Regions from separate parts of the Anas platyrhynchos genome. Here region 1 is linked to region 2. The links are chromatin contacts, called in public Hi-C maps. All regions are on one chromosome and are shown on one strand. Each heading gives the region's core, a stretch centred on a gene start, on an enhancer-like site or on the middle of the called end of the contact. The rest is flanking DNA. Distances are from core to core; before and after follow the strand shown. Region 1 has its middle 12 kb from the start of IL22RA2. Region 2 holds the start of LOC101796988 (a long non-coding RNA gene).

Region 1 (7,552 bases), core at 4,301-6,800, 310 kb after region 2:
GGGATGTCCACAGTCACAGTCATGGCCTGTCACAATGGTCAAGTCCTTGTGCCACAGCTGGGGATCCTGCCAATGAGAAATAAGTATTACGTCTTTTAGAGTTGGCCGTTATTGATCTTTGTGTGATGTGGAGCCCGTCCCACAAGGTCTACCACTTCTTTCCTGACCGCACTTAATATTATCTTATCTGCAGGACGGAGTAACAGCTTATCTCCTGCTGTAACTGGTTTCAACTTCCCGTTACACCAGCACACGCAGCTGCAATATTCAATGACCAGAAATTCAAGAACGGTTCTCGGGAAAAGCTGATGGAGTAACAGCAATGGAGCAGATGCTCCAATCTTATAAATTAGGAGAATATTATGCATAGCCAGCTGTACCATATAAATGCCCAGTTTTATGTGATGCCATGATCCTCAGTGTTTATGATACGGCCTAGCACTGGGCCAGCCCTGATCATACCTCCCATATATCTGCTCTAATAAGATGTGGACTTGGGGGTGATTTATTTGCATGACTTGATGTCAGGTAAGCACAGTTCTTGTGGTGGGGTACATTTGTGAAATGACGTTGGCTTTTGCATCAGATCTATCAGATTTTATCAAGTATTTCAACCACAGTGAATTATTCATAACTAGGCGCTTTTCGGTGGATTTCCTATGGATTTTGATGTATGCTACAATGATCAGAGGTATTAATCTGTAAAATCTGTCCTCCAATAAAAAATAAAAAAGTAAGAAGAAATCAAAGCCCCGATTTCTGAGGGTTGGTTTGCCACAAAAGACACAGGACACAAAACCAGAGTGCTACAGAGAAACAGAGGGAAATAAATGGCACTGGTGTTCACCATCAGGAAATGTACAGTATCCTTTGCACTTGTTTTCAGAATCTTCTATAAAGTATTTCTGAGCAGAAAAAAAAAAAAAGCTTGAAACGTTAATTCTCTAAATGACGAAATCACTTGCAAGTCTTACCTGTTGTTTTTGCTGAAGGCCCAGGTCAAACTGTCCTTGTCTTAAGATGGGTAAAAAAATGGGAAGATTGAGCCCAGATGCTTACAAGGAAAGTACAAAAAAGGAATTCTTGAAATGGCTCTATCACCCACGGAGAATACTAAAGAACCACTAGCAACTTTTACTTTTTTTTTTTTTTTTTTTTTTTTTTTTTTTTTTTGCTCCTTTTTAAGGCAGTGGGACCATCTACATTGATTTATATATATACATAAATACCCTCAGTAGTAACAGAGTGCAACCCAACAGTATCACACTGTAGGGACCTCAGAGATGTCCTTATTTTAAACACAGGAACAGGATCATAATGAGCAGCCCTAATTTTAATTGTTATACCTACAAGAGGAGCAACTGGAAAATCTGGAAAATTGTCATTACATTACTGTCTTTCAGAAAATGTCATTCTGACACAGGGATTTTTTGTTTATTTTCTTTTTTTTTTTTTCTTCTTCTTTATAAGAAATCATACAAATCATACTGGTTCCAAGAAGCAGTTGTAAGCAGTTGTTTTTCATTTTGTAACAGATGAGCAAGTATTTTTAGCATTGTTTATTATGGGACACCATGTTTTTTTAAAAACTGGCAAGTGACAAGTACATGATTGTCATAGGACTGGGTTGAACTCTTATTTCTGGGCTAAGTTCTTGTTCTCAATTTTTATATCAGAAAAAAAATAAAGGTCCTAAAATACATGTACATCACCAAGAGGAAAAAACAACAGAGTTGACTCAAACTTACACTTTCAGAAGGTCTGTGAAACCACTAATTGTGCCCCCAAATGCAATGAGAATCAGAGAGAGAAACCTGGGGAAAAATGTTGATTTAAGCTATGAAGAATTAGAAATGTTCTGGAGAGCAGCAGAGTGACTACTACAGGTTAAGCGTGCACAGAGTAGCTGTGGAGCAAAGAGCCTGCAGCATCAGAGAAGAAATGTGTATTTCAACAGGGTTACAAAATACAAGCAAAGTGTTTTGGCCAGCTTCATGGTACAGCTGCTGGCACAGACACTAAACAGTTTTTGCCTTTGAAAAGGACTGCTTTATTAGTATGGAGCAAGACTATTTTTATGAGCATCCATAACCAAGGAGATACCTTATACTTGTGGGAACATGATGTTTGTGTATTCTGCTCAGGGAGGATCATTCAGCTATTTCAACAACAGTCTTTAAGGCCAAAGAGACATTATCAAGATGATTTTAAAAGTCACTCACCTCAGCATAGGTGTCTAGTGCAATTTAAAATACCCCTAAGCTTTCAGAACATTCACACAGCTTTGGCAGATACAAGGGCTCTGCAGGAGACCCTTACCTCCTTGGCAAGTCAGCTGAAGTCACAAAGGACACCACGCAGAGATTCACAAGACATCTATGCTTGGGTGACCAAAGCTCTACCGTAGCGTCTGAATTGCTCCTGTAGAAAACTAATGGGATAGTTAGTGGGTATAAACTGAACCCTGAATCTACATATATATGATTTTGTAGCAGTTTCACATCAGTGGGCAGCTGAGCACCACCGTGCCACATAAACCAAATACAGATTTCAAAGGTTACATTAAGAAATCTGAAGAGAAAACACAGTTATGGCAATGGAACACAGCTGATAAAACCTTGGTGTGCAAGCGGGTGTTGCAGTGTGCCTTGGTTACCTTTGTCCTAATGCCAAGGCCCAAGAACCTGTGGTGATATACATGACCCCTCAGGGTCCAATGATAGCCACTCACTGTGTAGGATAAAGTGGGGAAATAAGATAAACAGAGGAGGGAAAACTAAATAGCAGACAAGCTTCTAATGATTATCTACAAACCCCAGCATTGCATGTGAATAGGATCAACGAAAACACTTCCAGACAAATATTTCTAATAAAAAGGTTTAATTTTACTGAAAGAAAAACAGTAAGAAATGTGTTTCATAACATTATGTATTTCAAGTGAAAAGCCAAAACAAATTTCTTTTCTTTGTGGCCAAATACCCATTTCCTTCATTTTCCAGACTGCAAGTTTTCCGAATGCCAAATCTGAATTTCCTGGAGCAGGACAGCTCTGATCAGTCTTCATCTAACATATCTAGTCAGAGATCTCACTGAAACCAGTAACCTTTAAGCATGATTTCAGTGAGGTACCATTTCTCTGAAAGAACAGTTCAATAGCCATTCCTGGGCTGCAGAATACAACCATGGATGCAGGAAGCAAGAAAGAGGGTGTCACGCTGCACTGACTACAGTCCTAGGAGAGATGCTTACATTAGATGTTGAGATAGTTCTGATCAGTGCATGCTTCCTGTGATTTCAACATCTCAGACTGACATGTCAGCATTATGTGGACATGAAACCAAAGAATCTCCCCTCCTTTGGGCCTGGCCTCTTCTCTGCTGCAGGAATTCTGCAAGTTTCACAAATTACACCCTGCAGTACCTCATTTCCTGGATTCCTGCTACACTGGCTGGAAAGGAAGAAAACCAAAACAAAGCCCAAGAAAATTCAGCTATGCAGTGACAGGGGTCCAGACATCTTACTGAAGTTTACATGTAGGAAACTGAGGATTAACTCCCCACTCTGTTTCATTTTAGCTGGTAAATAATGTAGAACATGATGTATCTCCATAAACAATCGCAATTGAAGTGATTTGTTTAATGTTTACAATCCAAATGTCACTGCTAGTATTTTTAATGAATTTCAAGATTTGAGCAAGCTGTAGGTTGACCAGCCAGTAGGATGAAAGCAGGTACTGGAAATGCCTCAATCCCCAGGGCATCCTTCAGGCAGGCACAAAAAAAAATCACAGAAATTAGCTGTATTAATGAATATAACGTATTAATAGTAACAATTTTTATGTAGAAACTTTTTCTGAGGTACTTATCAAGGCCTGTGGGTCGTGTCCCTTCAGTTCATTGGAGAACAACATGGACTCGCTTGCTGAGGGAAGGACAGTTGTTCCTGTGAGTTCAAGTCCTAGGATATACTTGTGATATGCAAAAAACAGAATTTCCCAGAGATATTTACACTTTCTTAGGGACCAAGGATGACAAAAGAGTAAGACATTCACTCTTCCCTTTTCACTGTCTTGCATTGGTCACCGTTTGTAAGGGGGTTGCATACTTAACCTCCAGGCAGAATTTACTCATGTGGCAAAAATAACTTCCAGGTAAGGACTGAGCAGGCAACAGTCAGTGTTATGATATATAATGAGTGTGTAAGACCATAAATCTTGGGTGTTATCACAGCTACTGCAGAGAGACTGTGTAGCACAAGAAGGAACAGACTCTTCCCTTGCTCTAGGCTGTACCAAAATCTAAAGCAGCTTTCACAATCTGATGGCTAACTTCATTACATGAAGCAGACCATCTGCATTCACTTGCTTAGAGGCAGTATCTTAGCCATGGTCTGCATAAAATTACCAGATGTGAATGTTTCACTGCCATAGAACAATCCTAACTGCTTGGAAAAGACCATTTCAGTTTCTAAAATACAAGAGAAAAATAAATCAAACCACAGACATAAGTATAGTTTCTTTGTATTTTATTAGTTTTTATGGTTTGATGTGAACTGTGCAAGGAAAAGTTTTTAGAACATTTTAACTCAGACTTTAATGAACGTTTGCAATCCTTTATTTGTTTAAAGAAAAGCATTAAGAAAGCTGAGAATGAACCAAATTCAAGTAGAATTTTTTGTTCCTGAAACAAGTCTGGTATTTATTTTCTGAAGAGAGGGGTACATTTCCACTTAGTGCACACGACTATTTCTCCACAGATGACAAAAGCAAAGCTGACAAGAACAACAGCAAAATCTCAAATTCCAAGGGGACACTTTTAAACCAGGGGGCTGTAAAGAGAAGTCTGGCTGAACCATATACGGGACTATACTGACATGTTGTGGCAAGGCAGTAGTAATGCAATGCTTTAACCATGTCTATCACCACAAGCTATGCTGCTACTTTTGTTATGGCTGTTGTTCATGTTTCCAACCAAAATGAAAACAAAGGTGAGATAGATTTGGAAACTACATTGACTAAGCGAATACTATACCTTGTTCTTGTACAATTTGTTTTCGTTCATGATCGTCACTATAGAGTTTTGCTTTTGCTTTAGCCTCCTGATTGAGGGGCAAAGAAATCAGGGGTCAGGAACAAAACAAGGAACCTAAGAAAATATATAAGCAAGAACTCATGACTGTATCCATCCAATGCTTCCAATGATGGTATCTGAAGCAACTGAGGTATTTCCACATCTTAGCATAGTGGAAAGTCTCATCTAGTTACAGACAGGCAGACTAGATTGTCTTTGAACCCAGAACTGAAAATCCTACATCCCACACAGCTGCAGCTGTGTGTTTGGAGGCCTCCAAATTCTCAACTTTCAGCCGGCAAGAAGCCTCTTTGTTTAAAAAAAAATAAAAATAAAGAATTATCCCTGAATGACTCAGTTGAATAATCCTTCCCATACCTCTGATGATTAGGGGAAAAGGTCCAGGCACAAACTGTGCCGTGAGATGAAGCATTTTCAGAGGAAAAAGAGCATGCTGGTGGATTTCCCAGAACTGGGTAATGACTAAGCTGTCTGAACTTTATGTCCCTCAATCATCGTGACAGACAGTCAGCCAGCACCTCCACAGACAGCAGGACTCGGAATCCCTCTTTTAATAGTTTCAGCCTTTGCAAGCAAGATAGCTAGAAAACATATCATAAATGTGAGTGCTTTATGCCTGTCTTTCCCAGCGTAATCTGGTCATGAGGTGGACGCCCACACACACTTTGTCTTCCCAGAGTATTCCCCAGGCCATTCAGAACAACCTATCATCACCTCCCTCTAATGAGTTCTGGTACTAATTTTTCCTATAACGGGGACTTAGAAAACCTTCCAGTCCATGGAATCCCAAGAATCAGACAGTGCCAGAGAGCTTCATCAGTTGTCCTAACTAGAGAACACTTGTGGTAGGGGGGACAAAGGATGAACCTTATGTCTGTAACATAGACAGCCCTACCACACTGTCAGCCATACAAACTGGAAAACTTTTGCAGAGTTACTTGCTGCACAGCAAAAGCTGTAAATTTCTTCCTGGGCTGTGGGAAGAGTATCAACTATGGAGCCTCTTTGTGTGACCACAAAGACCACAGTCATTAGAACAGCAAGTTAGATAATAGACTCCGTATTTCTTAGGAAGGAGGAGAAGTGTTCACTGAGGAACAGAGTGTTCAGAGACCATTGACTTCAATGGGAATTAGGCACATGAAAACCCCTAAGCTCTGGAGTGCCTTAACAATGTATTTATCTTTGTATTATCCCCCTGTGAAATAGGAAAGGGCTCTAATCTGGTCTATAAAGACATTCAGAGTTATCTGGAAAGATATACGGACACTCCAAACACCTTTGAATGAAGTGATTTGCAATGGTTACATGGCAGTATTTTGGCAGCATTGGGCAATGAACAATGTTTCTCTGGTCTGAGGACCTCAGATATGAGATTGCTGTGGAAGTGCCTGTTGTTCTATCACCTGAGGCCACTCAGTCTCCCTTTAAATGACAACCTCCCCAAGTAATACTTGAATGCTAAATTTGAAATTATCTTCCTTTGCAATAAAGATAATGATGGTGTTTGTATCACCGCCAACAGGCTCAGCAGGTTAAAGTTCAGCCCAAGTCAGAAGTTTCAAGCCATTTTAAAGAAAAATATCCATTCTGACATGTTGGATTACAAAAGACACAGAAAGTTACAGAAGGCCTAGCTCCAGAGCAGAAATGACAGTCTGTTCTCCAAGACCACCCTGAATGATTAAACACATGTCCTTTTTTGTTGATTGGAAGAAAATACTAAACAAGCAGCAAAATATTTTCACGGAACAAAAAAATGTGCTCTCTGCTGCAGCAGAAAATACCCTCTCATTTACTCCTCAGGACAGCAAAAATGTGGATCCTCAGTCTACACCCCAGGACATTTTAGCCATTTACATGCTGACATTTTAGCCTCTGTTGTAATTAAAACCAGATTCCTATCAATGGCACTGTTGTATAGGAAGTGGGTAGCACGTAGCGGCAGCAGCTCTGACTCTGTTGAACTTTATCTTGAAGTGAATTCTGTTTCGCTATTCACTGTTATCTTGGACAGTACCTGGCTCCTCAGGCACAGAGGAGCTGTGACAAATTCTTCAAGAAGCCTGCGGAAATGAGCAGGCAATTCCCATTCTGCTTGCTGAGGAAACATTTTACGGAAGTGATCACTGTGCACACTCTGATGAAATGACTTTTTTTCCCTCTTCGTCCCTTCTCTTAAAATAAGTCCATTCAGACTGATCTGTTACTCTTTGTACAGGCAGAAATGTTATGCACCCTGTTACACCTCCCGAGACAGATTTTCAGACTTGCATATCTGAACTCCTCCAGGTAACTCTCTTTCTTCACAGGTGAGAAAGCTGATCCTCCACAAGTTTTGCCTGGGAAAAAATAAAATAAAAATAATTTTAAAAAAAGTGACTAAACCCCTGATATTACAATATAATTCTTTTTCTATTATTTTAGACAATTATTCAATTATTTTAGGTCAATATAATTCA
Region 2 (7,184 bases), core at 4,573-7,072:
TCAGGTTTCAAAGTGATAATCCATTGCACTCTAGGGAAAAATAAAAATACTACAGTACATAAAAGGTTTTCAAGTGGACACATAAGGTATCTGCAGGAGGTTAGGACTGTATGTGTGTCTTGACACAGGCATCAAATATCCCAAACTAACCAAGCAAAACCATGAACATTTGTTTTTATTAATGCTCCCAATACACTTAGTACAGCAGATCTATATTTGGTTTTGGGGTTCCGTCATTTTAAAAAAAATTCTCCTTCCAAGCAGAGAGACAAAATTAAAATGATTGCTAGTTCCAGAAAGCAAATGGAGCTAGTTGACTGGCAACATCAGCGGGAAGGACTGATTGACCTGAACTAACCTCTCTCTGTTTTTAAATAAAAGGAAGATTTCTTTTGGAAAATGAGGGACTGTGTCTCTCACCACAATTGACAGGTGGGTGCATTTCATGTGAAATAAGTTTGCAGGAAATGTGAAAGTACGAAGAGTTAAGAAACAGGCCTCTGAAATGGTTCTATGGGACAAAAATTCAGATAGCTGCTGCAGTGCACCCTCCTTTTACAGCTGACATTTTACAGTTGTCAGAGTCTAAGATGAAAATCATCTCCTTGTGCGTTCCTCCCTAGAGGATGAAGGGAGCCCAGCCTGAGCAACTTTGGTGTAGACTTCTAAGATAGGTTATCCTATCTGTACATTTATCTCAGTTTCTGATACTTTGTATATCATTTTCAATAATCTCAGATTTTAAGGCTCTTATCACTAGTCTTGCTTCTTGCATGACACTGCCATGAATGTTCTTAATGAATTAAAATGTCTGAGAAGTGCCAAACTCAGCCTTTATAGTTTATTTGTCTGAAGTGTGAGATCACTTTTTCAACCTTTTAAATGCTTACTGTTTCAATGGATTATTAATAATGATAATAAAATTTAAAAAAAAATATCCAAACAAGCCACCTTTGCCTGCTGTAATCCCTGGATCATCTCAAGCTGGGGCTAAAGCATAGCTCAGAATTTATGGCTATAGTGCACATTTTCTGTGCTGCTGAATTGTGGTTGTCTTGATTCTGAGCTGCCACGCAGATGTGGGCTCATATCACTCAATGCTTTGCTGTCATGACTAGGCACCCGTGCAAGAGCTCCTGACCTAGAGAAACCTGCACTGGCCAAGGATCTCCTGCCCCAGAACAAGCTTGGGGCGATGCTCTGGGACTGGTGACTGCAATGGAGGAAGGACGACTGCCACTCGTGGTGTGGGGAGCCTGCTGGAGGCCTCCCTCATGATCTCCAGCAGGTCTCAGGCACAGAAGGACTGTGAAATAAAGCAAGAACTGAAAAGGCTTGTTTCTCCCCATCGGCCCAGCCAAGAAAGCCAACCAGGTATCTAGGAAGCACAGGAATCTAGGAAGCATCTGTGTCTCAGCATGCAAAATTTTCCATATTTGTGACTCTGCAGCTTCCCATAAGCCTGCTCCTAATGAAAGTGAATGGCAAAATCCCCTCTCATTCCATTTTATGGAAGACAGTTCAAACGATGGGTTCACATCTGCTTTTCTATCCCAGTAAACTAATGTATAAATATTAACATCCCCTCCCTGTATGGATGACATAATCCTGTTTTATGGAGTCAACCCCCCATCATTTAACTAAGTTAAACCTATAGTCATTTTCTTGTCTGAGACAGGAGCTCTTCACTTCAGGTCTTTGCTTTATACTCTGCTGAGTTAGACCTCCACCAGGCAGATCTAGAAAAAAAGACAGTCACATGGCTGGAGTTTGCCATCCACTCCCCAAAAAGGAATAAAAAACCCACAAACTTCAGTCCATCCTGCCACGTGTAGTGGAATAAACGGAGGACAGTATGCAAAACAGGAAGATTTGACTGCACCATTCAGAAATGCTACCAGTACTTATTGGCACTACCACCACCTGATATCTGTACAAACAACCTTCCTCTACTAATCTGTTTTTAAACAGGCTCAAAAGGGAACCTGCTGCAGATATATATCTGAATGCCTATCCCACTTCGTGTAGATTTTTCCTGTCATGGCACAAAATAGACAAAAGGCAATCACTATTATCAATGTAATTTCACCAGGAAGCATGTCATAAGTTCAGATGCAACATATCGTGCCCTTGAGTTCTTTGAAGTTTATCCTAAGCAAACCCAATTAAATAATAATTAGTTTTGTATGGATTTATTTATTTTTATTTATTTTATCAGAAGGCACAATGGACTCATATTTATTAATCATCTAGAAGCAGGCAAGTTTATCTCCCAGGTAGAAAAGTGTTAGGACCTTCATGGGCTCTCTTAAAAATATCTCACAAGAATCTCAAGGATTTTATCTGTTTCACTTGCTCTAGAAAAGGCAGTCTGCTTTGTCAGACTGAATAAGACACCCAGGACAGTAGCTTCTAAAGTAAACCTTGAGCTGTTGATGGTATGCTTTGGACATTTCACTTTCTTTACATCACCACTTGCTTGGCAAACAATGCCGGTAGTGCAAGCCGTGGTCTGTGGGCAGGAGGAAGGAGTTCACATTTTTAACAGCACTGTGCAAATAAGAAGTTATTTATTACATAGGACAAATAACAATTTGTTACATAAATTTATAACTTTCAAAATTGATCAGTAAGTCCTCACAGCTAAAGCCCAGCCACTGACCACAATTTAGCTTTTGTTGTCTCGGCTGGTAATTTTTTTACAGTTACACTCTTTCCAGTTGTGTGACTTAGAAAGTAACCTTAGCTTTCTGTATTAGTAGCACCCATGTTGACTTCTCTTTATTTCAGTTCTAGAGAATTAGCTTTTGCGGTAAGGACATTGTAATCCCTGTTATGGATTACTTGGTAAACACTAAGCATGTGCCCTTGGTTTGTTCACTTAGTGGGCAGCTCTGGCTGAACGTGGTAGTTATAAAAGTATTGGAAGGAAGAGCTGTCGACGTCAGGTTTGATGGTCTTAGAAGTTTCACCTGTTACTCATGGACAGATGCCCAAAATAGTTTACACTGAGATTTTGTACGGGATCTAGAAGACTTTATGGGATGATGAGTTTGAACGTAAGAAGCAAGTTTGGTAAATAGTTCAGATTTCATAGCCGTGTAAGATAGGTTTGATTCCTTGTATGTAAAAAAAAATCACTTCTTACTCTACATAGGAGAAGATGGAGAATATGTTGTAGTGACTGTATCAGCTTCTCTGCTTCCTGCGGTAACAGGTGGTTGTAGCTGCCCGTGCCCAGGCTGCAGGTTCCACCACCTGAGGGTTTTCAAATGTGAACACGGTGAGCAAGGAGGCTGAAATTTACCACAGGGCTAAAAACTGCAAACAGAGATACTGTGAGTAATATGTTTTAACCGGGTCTCATGTCGTCCACACACAAGCCCACGGCAAAACCTCAGCTGATTCAGCCAGAAGCAGACCAAATTTACAGAGCTTTGATGTATGAGCTGACTGTTTGGACAGAACAATTTATGGACATACACTCCTCCAGGCATCCTCTGAAACTTTTGTCTCTGCTCTAAAGTTCAGGAAACTCAGATTGAAACCAAAGCTTAGTTTCCCAGTTCTGTTTTCAAGTTGTTTACAGTGAAATATTTAATGGGCTGGCCAAATTCTGTCATCACTTGGTGGGCATATGTCTGCTTTGCTCGCAAGGTCTGCATGTTTGTGCAGCAGGTGGCACCACCACTTCCCTCTTCAGTGTCACATTGCAGTGGCACTGTCTACATGTTTAGAGCTGTTAAGCTCTTGGGGGGTAAAAGCTACAGAGCAGCTTAGCAACCTGCTTTTATTCAGTAGACAAGAGAAGAGAAGGTTTAGTTTTCCAAACCTGCTGATGCAGAAGGTGCTGTGTATGAATGTGGGGGGAGAATGACCTGTAAGGGAACAAACACACAAACAGTGATGTGGCCGGATTGGTGCTGCTAACAAGCAGGGTCCTTTAGGTGCTGGTAGGGCGTCATGCTCAATAGGAGTGACTAAGCTGCACTAATTGCCAGAGGAAGAAAAGCAGCTGATGTAATTCAGTGTCACTAAGGTGAAAAAAACAAAAGGAAAAATTAGAATTAGTTGAGAAGGAAGCACGATTCAAGGGCACTAACCAGGAAATTAGGAGAATGCTGATGAAATGCCCACTAAGGCTGCAGAGTGCTTTGCATCTCTTCCACTACCTGTTGATGCAGTTCTGCCCCCACTGAAGCCAAGATGCCCCCTGTGCCCACCCTTAGTACCTGCTGCATCCTGACTGCAGCACTGTACCATCCCAAACCTTCAGCAACGCACTGAGCAGGGGGTCTCATGGTCTTGAAATACATATTATTCTGTCCTCAGAAAATTATGAGAAAAGAGGCACAGCCAGCCACCTAGCCTAGGTTTCAGAGGAACGAGAAAAAGAAAAGTTCATTGTTGCCTGTCTTTCATGCCCTGTGTCACCTTGGGAAGTTGCTTTAGGTAAAACTGTAAAGGACAGCTATACTGTTAAGGATGCAAGATATGAAGCGTTTGAAAGCAAGTCTAAGTCTTAAAAACTACCTCTCTTGGAATGTTAGCTAATCTTTAGGGCTGATAAATGTGTTTTTATCCACTGCAGAGGAAAAGGTAAGTACAAGAGCAAAGCAAGAGATCACAAGGATTGTTGCCTTGAGCTCAGAGATTAGCACACAGCACCTGAAGGGAGACCTGAGATTCTGCCTTTTCTCAAAGTACTGGTTACATGTTTAAGAACCATTATACATTTGTGAACATATGTCACAGAGGGAGCTGCAATCCATTTCCCCACATATTCTCTCTTACCTACTACATGAGGTAGTTCACCACTGTGCTGCCTCTAGCCCAGTGAGATGTGAAGCCACAGGTCTCCAACTGAGGGAAGGGGAGGGGATATAGCTACATTTTTATGGGATGCAGCTGAACCCAGGGCTCCCATGGCCTTGTGATTACTCTGCTCTGGTGTATGCTAAAAAACAAGGCACCTGTGGCATCTAGAAACCTTTGTGACTTTCCAAGATCTCCATATTCAAGCCCAATGTTGAAGAGGGAGGGGGGAATAGTCTGTTTATGAGGAAGCTGCAGGAATAAATATACTGAAAGACCAAGGGATTATAGATATTAGAATAATGGCCCAAAATACCTGACAGGTCGTGCCCTCTGTGTTAGGGATAAAGCATTGCCTATATGAACCAAAGCCAGACCAACATTAATCATATATAACCATATAATTTCAGCTTGCACAGATGCATTCTGGCTCCCATCCAACATTATAACAGTATTTTGATTATCTGTTGCTTAGGGAATCAGCTTCAGGCCTCCTGAAGACACAGAGGAAATATAGATTGTCATCAGTACTCTGACAGGCACTACCTTTTTTTCTAAAAGGCACTTTAAGAACCATCCCAGGAGTTCCCATCACACTCAGATGTATTCTTTAAATGTTCCCTTTCTCCTGCAGCAGGCATTTTCTCCAGCTGCTGCTCCTGCCTGGGCCAGCGTTGTGCTAGCCCTGCTGGTGGGAGGGCCTGGGGCTGAGGAGATAGTACAATGTGAGCTAACTCCACAACAAAAGCTGTGGATTTGGGAAGAAGAGTCACTGCTTGCACCTATGCAGGAGGGGCAGTAAGCTGCTAGAGATTCATGTCTATGGCTGAGTAACAAATTGTTTGGTGGGTAGGGTGACATTAAGGAGTTAATCAGCAGCGAGGCAGAGATTAATGTCTAATTGTAGCAACTCCAGGCAGTTTAATTTGCTTCCCCTGGCCTGGTGACAGAGTGAAACTGTCAGCTGGAGCTGTGAGAAGCCTGCTCCACCCAAACTGGGGTGGTTTCAACCAGACAGCGCCTGCCAATCTGCCCTTCCTGCCTCCCTGCATGCACGGAAGGTCATAAATCATGTAAAACTCTCCAACTGCTAAGCTGTTTTGTGCTGAGGGAATTACCCATGACTCTATACTTGATGGAAGCTGCTGTCTCCTCAAATTGGTTAGGCACGTTCGCGCACGGAGGAAAAGATAAAGTGGATGAACAATTTGAGATTAGTTTCTGTCTTTTGTTGAAGCTGTATTCACAGCACACGGCCTCAGCCTACGCAGAAAGAGAACCAGATCAAAGGGATTATTAAAGTAGTTGCAATTTTGCACCCAAATACTCTTTGATTGCCTCTTTTTTTTTCTGGCTGTGGTGACTCTGGAGTTGCACCTGGAAGGAAAAGAGCGGGGTTGGCCTGCACTGGGCACCGGGGTGATTATGTTGTATCAGCACATCTCTTGGAAAACAAGTTACAGAAATGTGTCCGCTGTAACTGTTTTCTTTCAAAAGAATCCACTATATCCCTTTGTACAGTAATTCATTTCTCACCTCTCTGCACTCCCCAGTTTCTAATAAAGGAGCTGATTTACAGCATGCCACAGCAGTGCATGGCTGCTTGGAAAGGACCTGTGCGTTGCATTACCAGCAACCTCAACCTGAAGGAGAACTTCTGGTAGGCTGAATTAGACACCCAGACTGGAATTTGGCAAAAAATCTGGATTAGTTCCTTTACCTTCAGAAACATATGACAGAGAGCCTGAGGGCTTACACTGCATGAAAAAACAGGGTCTCTGCTAAACCCACAGTACTCCAGCTAATTCCTGAACAAAGTAAAATCAGTCATTTACCGGTTATCTGAACTATTTTTCTCCATGCAAGGTCTTGCTTGCTTTAGGAGGGTGTCTCAGCCAACCTTAATTCTGATGGTTATGTCTACAACAGGAACAATGGCTTTGGGTCCCAGCATGGAGCCCTCAGTGCTGGTTCTCCAGAGACTGCTGTGCAATAGGGAAGGCACAAAGCCACCTTGGGGCAGCCCTGGGAGGCACTTAGCTCATGTTTGAATGCCACAGACTGAAGCGAGTGCCACTTTTGGGCTTTGTGGAGGCGATTACTAAACCGGGAGAGAGATTTTGCCATGCAAAATGACACTTTTTATTTTCCATGTCAGATAATTGCTCTCATTTCGTGCTTATTTCTTTACAAGTGATAAGGGCAGGATCCTTCTGGCGAAAGTATGAGACCCCAGGGATGAAAAAAAAAGTCAGGAAGGGCTGCTTGCAAAAAACAGATGCGGGCGGTGGCCAGATGCCCTTGATACCAAACCGTGCCGTGGCAGAGGGACAGCACAGCACCTGCCTGCTCCCAGACCGAGGACACGA

What was found. Hi-C and Micro-C count contacts between places; a contact is called where the count stands out from the background.
Region 1: a contact with region 2 is called in a Hi-C map of F1 follicle, with 5 times the contacts expected there. The contact joins two enhancer-like sites. A contact is called at or near these places in 4 of 8 Hi-C or Micro-C datasets (F1 follicle, liver, skeletal muscle and 1 more).

What each region holds. Positions count from the first base shown.
Region 1 is chr3:60,420,416-60,427,967 of IASCAAS_PekinDuck_T2T, forward strand. No RefSeq gene overlaps it. Among named protein-coding and RNA genes, the nearest start is that of IL22RA2, 12 kb to the left of the region's middle. Within about 2 kb of position 5,551, at least 1 of the 8 cell types and tissues checked has an H3K27ac peak or open chromatin away from gene starts, as enhancers often do. A contact at or near this core is called in subcutaneous adipose tissue, where this site is marked.
Region 2 is chr3:60,111,774-60,118,957 of IASCAAS_PekinDuck_T2T, forward strand. It overlaps LOC101796988 (a long non-coding RNA gene), which reads right to left and starts at 890. Exons shown (of 3, transcript XR_005264634.2): 1 at 1-890. Within about 2 kb of position 5,823, at least 1 of the 8 cell types and tissues checked has an H3K27ac peak or open chromatin away from gene starts, as enhancers often do. A contact at or near this core is called in subcutaneous adipose tissue, where this site is marked.